Regions from separate parts of the Mus musculus genome. Here regions 1 and 3 are each linked to region 2. The links are chromatin contacts, called in public promoter capture Hi-C maps. All regions are on one chromosome and are shown on one strand. Each heading gives the region's core, a stretch centred on a gene start, on an enhancer-like site or on the middle of the called end of the contact. The rest is flanking DNA. Distances are from core to core; before and after follow the strand shown.

What was found. Capture Hi-C pulls out chosen DNA fragments and counts their contacts.
Region 1: a contact with region 2 is called in a promoter capture Hi-C map of liver. The contact joins two enhancer-like sites. A contact is called at or near these places in 1 of 15 datasets of contacts at CTCF or cohesin (pro-B cells), 6 of 484 Hi-C or Micro-C datasets (CD4 T cells, CD8 T cells, bone marrow-derived macrophages and 2 more), 3 of 115 datasets of contacts at active chromatin or transcription factors (the 230-238 cell line, embryonic basal ganglia and large pre-B cells) and 4 of 9 other capture datasets (adipose tissue, embryonic stem cells, liver and 1 more).
Region 3: a contact with region 2 is called in a promoter capture Hi-C map of liver. The contact joins two enhancer-like sites. A contact is called at or near these places in 4 of 15 datasets of contacts at CTCF or cohesin (the NIH/3T3 cell line, embryonic stem cells and large pre-B cells), 12 of 484 Hi-C or Micro-C datasets (bone marrow-derived macrophages, embryonic stem cells and liver), 2 of 115 datasets of contacts at active chromatin or transcription factors (double positive thymocytes and embryonic basal ganglia) and 3 of 9 other capture datasets (adipose tissue, liver and pancreatic islet).

Annotation. Positions count from the first base shown.
Region 1 is chr13:24,443,525-24,446,311 of GRCm38.p6, reverse strand. The region is part of intron 11 of Cmah (cytidine monophospho-N-acetylneuraminic acid hydroxylase); the gene reads right to left. Among named protein-coding and RNA genes, the nearest start is that of Gm22013, 42 kb to the left of the region's middle. Within about 2 kb of position 1,466, at least 77 of the 459 cell types and tissues checked have an H3K27ac peak or open chromatin away from gene starts, as enhancers often do. A contact at or near this core is called in liver, where this site is marked.
Region 2 is chr13:24,685,534-24,688,251 of GRCm38.p6, reverse strand. All of the region lies in intron 8 of Ripor2 (RHO family interacting cell polarization regulator 2), which reads right to left. Among named protein-coding and RNA genes, the nearest start is that of Ripor2, 48 kb to the right of the region's middle. Within about 2 kb of position 1,416, at least 37 of the 459 cell types and tissues checked have an H3K27ac peak or open chromatin away from gene starts, as enhancers often do. A contact at or near this core is called in liver, where this site is marked.
Region 3 is chr13:24,546,275-24,548,974 of GRCm38.p6, reverse strand. It overlaps a transcript of Ripor2 not described here. Among named protein-coding and RNA genes, the nearest start is that of Gm22013, 61 kb to the right of the region's middle. Within about 2 kb of position 1,409, at least 48 of the 459 cell types and tissues checked have an H3K27ac peak or open chromatin away from gene starts, as enhancers often do. A contact at or near this core is called in liver, where this site is marked.

The DNA of each region.
Region 1 (2,787 bases), core at 217-2,716, 240 kb after region 2:
ATGACCATTCCTGAGCCACCTCACCTTTGTCTCCTCATATCATCTTTCCTTCATGTGTCTCTGTGCCCAAATTGTGCCTTGTTTTAAGGACACTGGCCAACTCTTAAGTACAAGGTCTGCCCTCATGAAATCATTTTAACTAGATTCCTTTTGTATAGGCCCTACCTTCAAGCAAGCTCTATTTCTGAACTACTCAGGGCTCAGTGTTTTAATATAAAAATTTTGAACAGACACAGTTTAATCTATAACATCTCTCCATACTGATAGTTGTCTCGGTGTTACATCATCTTTCAAATTAAAAAACCTAATGAAAAAGCTGTCCACTAAATATGTCAAGATATTTTCATTTCTGTTCTCCCTCACAACCACGCCTCTTTAATCGAAGAACATCCCATGAGTTTTTCTAAGGCAGTGATCCCCAGAGCCCTCTCATCTGAGAATGTCTGCTTTCCTCTCTGCCCCAATACCTCTTTCCTGGATCTAGATGCAATTGTTTTGTCTTGTAAACACATTTAAAATTCCACTAACTTCCAGCCATCACTGTTTCTGATTAGAAGCCCAGTTATTTGAATTGTTTCCTCTGATAAAAACAAGCAAGCAAGCAAACAAACAAACAAAAAACCAAGGTAATTTGATATTGCTGTGTCTTTATGTTTTGGTAATTTTGTTCTGATGGGTCCAGGCTTCTTTTGATTCAAGTTTATATTGTTTGGGGCCTTACTGTGCTTCTAGCATCTAAGTTTCTGACCTTTATTAAGTTTAGTTCCATCCACCCACTCTTCCTCTTGTTTACATGCGTGGCCTTTACCTCTTCTTCATGGATACCTGACATTTGCCGTTGTCCCACGGGTCCCCTGTTCTTGTTTGTCCCAGTCTTTTTCTTCCTGTTTATAGGTTTCATGGCTTCTGTTGCTCTATCTTTAAGTTCACTTCCTCTTGCTGTTCTCAATCCCAGCAGGCCCTTGAAACACATCCAGGTGTTTGCCCTTGTAGACTGTGTAGTTTGAATGTAAATTTTCCATTTAGTTCTTCTATCTTCTCTCTGTGTGAGTAGCTTTCTTTCTGTCTTTACAGTCAAAGGATTTTGCCATTACTTATTGAAACATAACTTTTATAGATGTTTGATTTTTTTCCCTAATAATTCTAGCATCTGTGTCATTTTGGATCTACTATATATTGTGCTTCCCCTCGTGACATGGCAATGTTTTCCTGGTTTTCTTTATACTTAGTTTTTGATCTTATCTTTTTCCTTAGAAAACTATTTTATGATACTCTGGGTGTTGTTTCTATTTGTGGCAGTTTATACTTTCGTTTTAATAAATATTAAAAGCAGGTCATGTTTATGCTACAAGTTCAAAAATGCTATCTTCAGGCTGCGGTTTTCATTTCAGTTCCTCTTTTAGCTCTGTTCCACAATTGCCAAATCACCAGCATGGGGTCACACAGGTCACCAGTATGGGGCTTAAGCTGTGCTCTCTCTTGTACTTCAGTTGCAGAGTCTCCGTCTCCTGCTTATGGTCACAAAGTACAGCCAGTTGCCGAGCTCCAGAGTTTACTTGCTCTTCTGGCTCATTTTCATAAGCCATAACTCTCCCTGAAACATTCCCCAGTACTTTCTTGCCTCCCAAGTGTCTACTCTCTATCAATGTCAAATGATCCATCAGTAGAAAATAATCTACTGAGAAGCCAGGGCTTTGGCTTCCCTGACTGGATGAGTACTTTCTTTCTAAGAATTCCATTTACTTTGGGGCCAAGCATTAGAGAAAGAAAAACAGCAACAGAGCAAGACTCACGGCCTTTCTGCGTCTTCGGAAAGCTGGGGCAAGAACTGCTGCAAGTTCAAGGCTGGACCGGGATACTGCAGCAGACCCTGTCTCCCAAAGAGCAAACAGGGAAGGTAGGTGGAGCGAGTTGAGGGAAGAAGAGAAAGAGCAACAGGATTCTCTCTACTCTCTTGAAATCAAAGTCCTTCTGACCTGAGAGAAGGCTTCTTTCCCCTCTCCTGGGGTTTCATGGAGGCAGCCTTGTGACTGAAGCAGTCACCTGGGGACTTGGCAAGTGAAAAGGAAAGAACTAAAGGAAACAAAACCTTCCAGCTCAGAAGGTTCTCCTGCTTATTCTGATCTTCCTCGATTTCGACCCCACCCCTGCTCTACCCTGCTCCACCCTTACCCCAGCAATGTGTCCTGTTCTCACCAGCATTCAACACCACTCTTTGACTGTCTTGAGGAGAGAGAGAGAGAGAGGGAGAGGGAGAGAGGGAGAGAGAGAGAGAGAGAGAGAGAGAGAGAGAGAGAGAGAGAGAGAGAGAGAGAGAGACTATGGTTTTGAGAAAACAGAAGCATAGGGTGTGGCATAGTGGCACGTGCTCATAATCCTAGCATTTGGGGCTGAGCCAGAAGCATCTTGAGTTTGAAGCTAGCCTGGACTTCATCACAGGATACCATTCCCAAATAATCAAGTAAACACAAAGTTAAAACCTCAGCATCACTGAAGGGTTATTCTGTCAAGCTGTCATTTTGTTTCTATTTTCTGCGATTGTTTACTTTTCAGGGTCCTGAGGTCATAGGTCATACAGTTTGCTCAGTGTATGCTACTGCCCAATGGTTCACTGTGCAGAGCTCAGTTTGCCTATGGGGAAAGTGGGCTTGCATTAACCGTTTGAGGCTGAACAGGGAATATGATTTAATGCCTCCTTATACAAACTATCAGAGGATATGTCTACAATCCCACTACTGAGCTGTGATACAGTCATTTCCATGATCCTACAATTATTGTTTCCAGAAA
Region 2 (2,718 bases), core at 167-2,666:
GCCGCCGCCCTGGGACAGCTCCAGAGTCCCAGCTTCCATTACCCTTTCCACCTTCCTATTGATATTTACCAAAAGCCCACTGTGTGAGGGTGAAAATATTAATTTACATTTTAGAATTTCTCACTAAAAAAAAAAAACTATGACATAATTGCAGTGAAAAAATCAGCACAGACGTTTTCTATTTCTAACCTTTGAGTCCTGGGGCAAGTTTCTCCTGTGCTTGTACGTGCTTGTGCATGTATACACAGGCATATGTATGCCTATGTTTGCGGATGCTTCATAGACCCTTTTTTTTTTTTTTTTTTTTTTTTTTTCCTTTTTGAGATGGGATCTCTTACTGAACCTGGAGGTTGCTGTTTGGTTAGATTGGCTGGCCAGAAAGCACAGGGACCTACTACCCATCTCAAGTCCCTTTTCCATCAGAGGCCAAGTTGGGATTATAATCACATGACCCGATGCCCAGCTTTTTATGTGGGCTCTGCAGATCCAAACCCATATCCTTTTGCTCGCTTTATGCTGTCTTCCCTGCCCTGGGTTGTGTTTCTAGCAAACAAGATTTTACTCACGTAGACATAACAAGGATGATGTCACACTGTGTGTTTTACCTTCAGTGAATGGCTCAATTTATCTCAAATGGACAAATCTGCTTCCCATTGACCCATGGGCATGGTGATGAATAAGACGAATCCAGGGAAGCTTCAAAATGGGCTCACCTCTTACCATCTTTCGACACTAGATGGCAGCAGCTCACCAACTTGGCATGCCTTTTAGTTGGCGAGCCCATGCATTTAGGAGCAGCTCTCGCTAACAATTAGAAGCTAATGAGCCACTTAGGAGGACCCACTGTAATAAAAGCAGGATTGGAGGAAGCGATTTTCATGAATAATTCTGGAGCATTTAGGCTTTTTTCCCCCACCTCCACAAAAACACATCGGAAAGAAAGCACTGCTGGCTGGCTTTTATGAATCTGAAGCCCAATGTGCTAATTCTAAGAAAACCCTATTTACCCTTTGAATACCTACAAATTATCAGCTCCTGGTTAATCCACTAGCTGGTTACATGTTGAGGTGACAATAGGGACCCCGCTTCAGGGAAGCTGACTATGTACCATGATGGATACGTTGAGAAGGGTGGGGGGACTCTTTGACGATCTCCCTTCTCAAAATCACCAGAAATTTCTTATCACGGGAGGAGGAGGGCTGGGGTCGTGATGAGTTTTGGGTCTCACTGTCCATGGAATGAACACACCTTATTGACATTCCTTATAAGGCATCTCCAGCCTCTGGTGACAGTGATAACAGCAGAATGGCAGCAGGTAGGAGGAGCCAGTTCCAGCCGAAGCTCCCCAGGCGGGGGGAGCACTTCTGCTGGAGCACCAGCTATCGTGGACTTTGGGGCCTGGCTAGGTTCTGCAAATTCTGGCCCAAGGCCCTGCTGGCATTTCTACAGCTGCGAAAAGCCCAGTGTTTTCTCAGCTGCTTGGTGGTAACTGTTGTATCAGCTAGGTTTTCATGATGGCCACTCAGAAATCATCCCTGGGTTCCCTCAGGTGGGTCTCTTTTGATCTTTTACCTTGCTCCTGTGTTAATGATCCAACAGCTCTTCCACAGCCTGAATGGAGGACAGGGTGCTGCCCCCAGTGTGACTGTGGATAAATGATGCCCCCGCTCATGGTTGAACATTTGGCCACCAGCTGGGTAGCTCTGTTGTGGGAGGTTATGGAGTCTTTAAGAGTTAGGGCCTAGCTGGAGGAATCAGACACTGGAGAGTGTGTTCTTGAGGTTTATAACTCTGCTTTGCTTCCAGCCTGTGTCTGGCTTCCTGATCCACTCTAACCCCTGCCTCAGCTGCCGGCCTCTCCGACTACCATAGCTCCCCTTCCCATAGTGGACTAAACTCCTCCAAATCTTAAGCCGCCACGGATCGTTTTCCTCTTAAGTTGTTTCTTTCAGAGAATTTATCACAGTGGAGAAAGGTTGCAGATACAACCTCATAGCTATCTACAGCTACACAGCTATAGAGCCTCCCAGCTACCTACAGCCACACAGCTGCTCACCTGGCTCCCCGTGCCACTGGCTGCCTTTGCTCAGACACGGTTCTGGTCATAGAAGTACTCCATTGTTTCCCAGTTTTGCCATGACCTTCCTAAGAGTGTACCTCGGACTGTGTCTTAGTACTGGCCTTCCTGCTTCCTGGGCAGGTTTCCCAGTTCATCCTAAAGGCCATGGTGACCAGCTAGCACTGACCTCTGGACATGTGTCCTCCTGGAACTCATTTGAATGAGGTCATCGTTGGGAAGAAAAGCAGTTTTCTGTAAGACACGCAGTTCTTAGCTTCTTTTCTGATTTGGGGTCCTGAATCCAGCTGGGTCCTTACAGGTTTTTGGAATCTGGCCTCAACAGCTCCCCACAGCACTTTTACAGAGCACAGAGATCACAGCACCCCCCCCCCCCCCCGACAGCTTTGGGCAGCATCCCCGCCTTCAGGAGGGACTTTCAGTTTAGTTGTTCTAGCCAGAGGTTATTCAGGACGCTCTCTGCACCCCCCCCCCCCATCCTTTCCTCAGTGGGAACCTTCACTTAACATTTTTTATTTTTTCTTTTCTTCTTTCTGTCTGTCCCTCTGTTCCTCTTCCTTCCTTCCTCTTCTTTCCTTCCTTCTCTCCTTCTTGCCTTTCTTTCCTTCTCTCTCTGTCTCTTTTTCTTTTTTAAAGATTTA
Region 3 (2,700 bases), core at 160-2,659, 140 kb after region 2:
TTTCTCCCTCTCTTCTTTCTCTCCATCTCTCCATGAGTTCCCAACTGGCCTCTTCTCTTTTTCTCTGTCCTTCTCTGTCCCCTCCCTTTCTCTGCTTCTACTCCCTTCTCATCGCCCTTTCCCACCCCCAAATAAACTCTATTCTATACTAGACCTGTCTTGGGGCTGGTACCTTAGGGGGAAGGGATGCCTCAGCATGGGCCCGCTGAGGTGCCCTCTCCCAACCCACCATACTGTGCTCTAAAAAACATATCCTTGGCTTTATAAAACGCATCAATGGGTCTTAATGCTGAGTTTTGTTGACATGCCCCAATTTAAGCAAGCACTTCTGCTATTAGGATTTAACTTGTCTGTAGTTAGTGCTTGAGATAATGCCCCAAGGACATCTCTGTGCCCATACCTTTTGTCTGGCTCAGTGTGGGATTAAAGGTTAAGAACACAAATGGTTATCTGTCACATTTCTATTCAAAGGCAGATGAATCACACTTTGAGCAGCATAGAGTAAGCTTAGTTTCATCAGCAGTGGACATCCCTACTCTTTTCTGTTTTTTTTTTCCCCACGCAAATGTAAAATCAAACTTTCCCTATGTAACAACTTGGTTTTAAGGTAAAGGTTAGACATGTTCTGGTCCACTCGCCACAGCGGCTCGCTAGCCCCACTGTCTTTCTTATACTTTCTACTGTAGAGTAGGGAAGAACAGGAGACTGAAGGAAGGGGAAGAAGAGACACACTGAGGGGACTCGTGAGCATGATAGGACAGGCACTAACTAAAATGTGCCGGTTCTGGAGCCTGGGGTAGAGCATTGAGTTCTAGGCCAGTGCTAATGACCAATGGCCCTGACCCCAGATGAACGAATGATCCTGACCCAACTGCGGCCACACCTCATCTCACCTGAACTGAAATCCTTACCTCAGAATGCAGGGGAGGGGGCTCCCCTTTCTCTCTTCCCTATCTTTCCAATTTGTTCTCTGCATGGTTTCTATGGACTGGCCTTTGAGCTTGCAAATGGGGTCTCCAGCTCCACAGCTCCTGCCCTGCTATCACTTACCATCTATGGGGCAGAGTGCAGAGAGAGGTACTCAAGGAGGTAGATGTGGCTGCATAGGAGGTAGGGCCGAAGTAGTGAGGGTTGTCAAAGAGACAACAAATTGATCCAAAGGGTCCATCTCCAGGAATGGAGAAATGGTAGGAAAGAAACGGTCTAGTGGGGTCAGTCTTGCTGTAGCCAGTGGTGGTATTTCAGGAGGACAGAGAGGACCACAGGGCAGGCTCTGGCCAGCCAGGCCAATCTCTGGAGCCCACTGCATTCTTCCGTATAATTCATTATTCTCTGAACTCTGGAGCCCTGGAGCAGGAGAGAAGCCAGCTGAGGGTGCTTGTCACAGGCACTGGCTTGGCACAGCCAGGAGACCTAGACTGTAACTGAAAGTGTCCCTGTTCATTGCTTGGTTATGACTCAAGCATGGCCAGGGTGAGGGTATCCAGTAAATGCCAATCAGTTCTCCACTTAAACATCGTTTATAACAGGCAAGCATTGTGGGTAGGCCTTCCCGTCCCATACCATTCAAACTTAATGCACAAAACCCTTCATGAACGGCTTCACCAGTATCCTGCTCACCCCTCCCCCACTTTTTCTGACTCTTTTAACACCAGCCAATCCAACTCATGCCTGCACACTTGACTTTACCCAGCAACACCCAGCTGAGAGAACGTCACCTCCAGGAACCTTTACCTAACTGTCCTCCCCACCCCCACCCAGGGTAATTCTTTTCCTCTCTTGTGATACTTCCTCTGTGTGACCCTGGTATGCTATACATGTGCCCATCACAGCATCTTACTGTGCCATTCACAACTGACTTCTTCCTTGTACTGTGGCGCTCTGGAAGGTGCCGTCTTTCAGCTTCTCGACTTTGTTCTTGGTCCATTACATAATCCACAACTCACGGTGGCACAGGGGTGACTGGCACTACACACGCCTAGCTTACTTTAGAGCAGGCTTTCTTCAGCTGCAGTCACGTGTGTCACAATCTGTATCTTCTGCTCTAGACGAGTGACTAGCAGGCTCGGGTTGCAGGGGTTTCCAGTCTTCTCTGCTCACTGCATTCTCACATGAGGAGCCTCCAGGCTCCCAGTGTGAGGGTTGCTAGCTCTGGTCAGAGTACAGTTCAATGAACTCAGAATCAATCCCTGCCGCTTTGTAACTACCTGGTCATTCTAATGCGTGGTGAATACTGAGACCCTGGAGTTTAAATGACCCAAGTGTTGACTATAAACAGCTTTTCTTGTGTACCCACTGTATAGTAAACACTGAGCTGGGCACTGGGAAGTGGTGAGAAGGGAATAGTATTTTGTGTAGATAGAGTCTTGGTTCTCAAGAAACTGTAGACTCCACACAGTGTAAATGACCATGGTCTCCAAATTGGTTGGTTTAGATCAGAGTGTCTGTGGTGGTTTGTATATTCTTGACCCTGGGAGTGGCCCTATTAGGAGGTGTGGCCTTGTTGGAGTAGGTGTGTCACTGTGGGCGTGGGCTTAAGACCCTCACTCTAACTGCCTGGAAGTCAGTCTTCCACTAGCTGCCTTCAGATGAAGAAGTAGAACTCTCAGCTCCTTCTGCACCATGCCTGCCTAGATGCTGCCATGTTCCCGCTTTGATAATACTGGGCTGAACCTCTGAACCTGTAAGCCAGTCCAATTA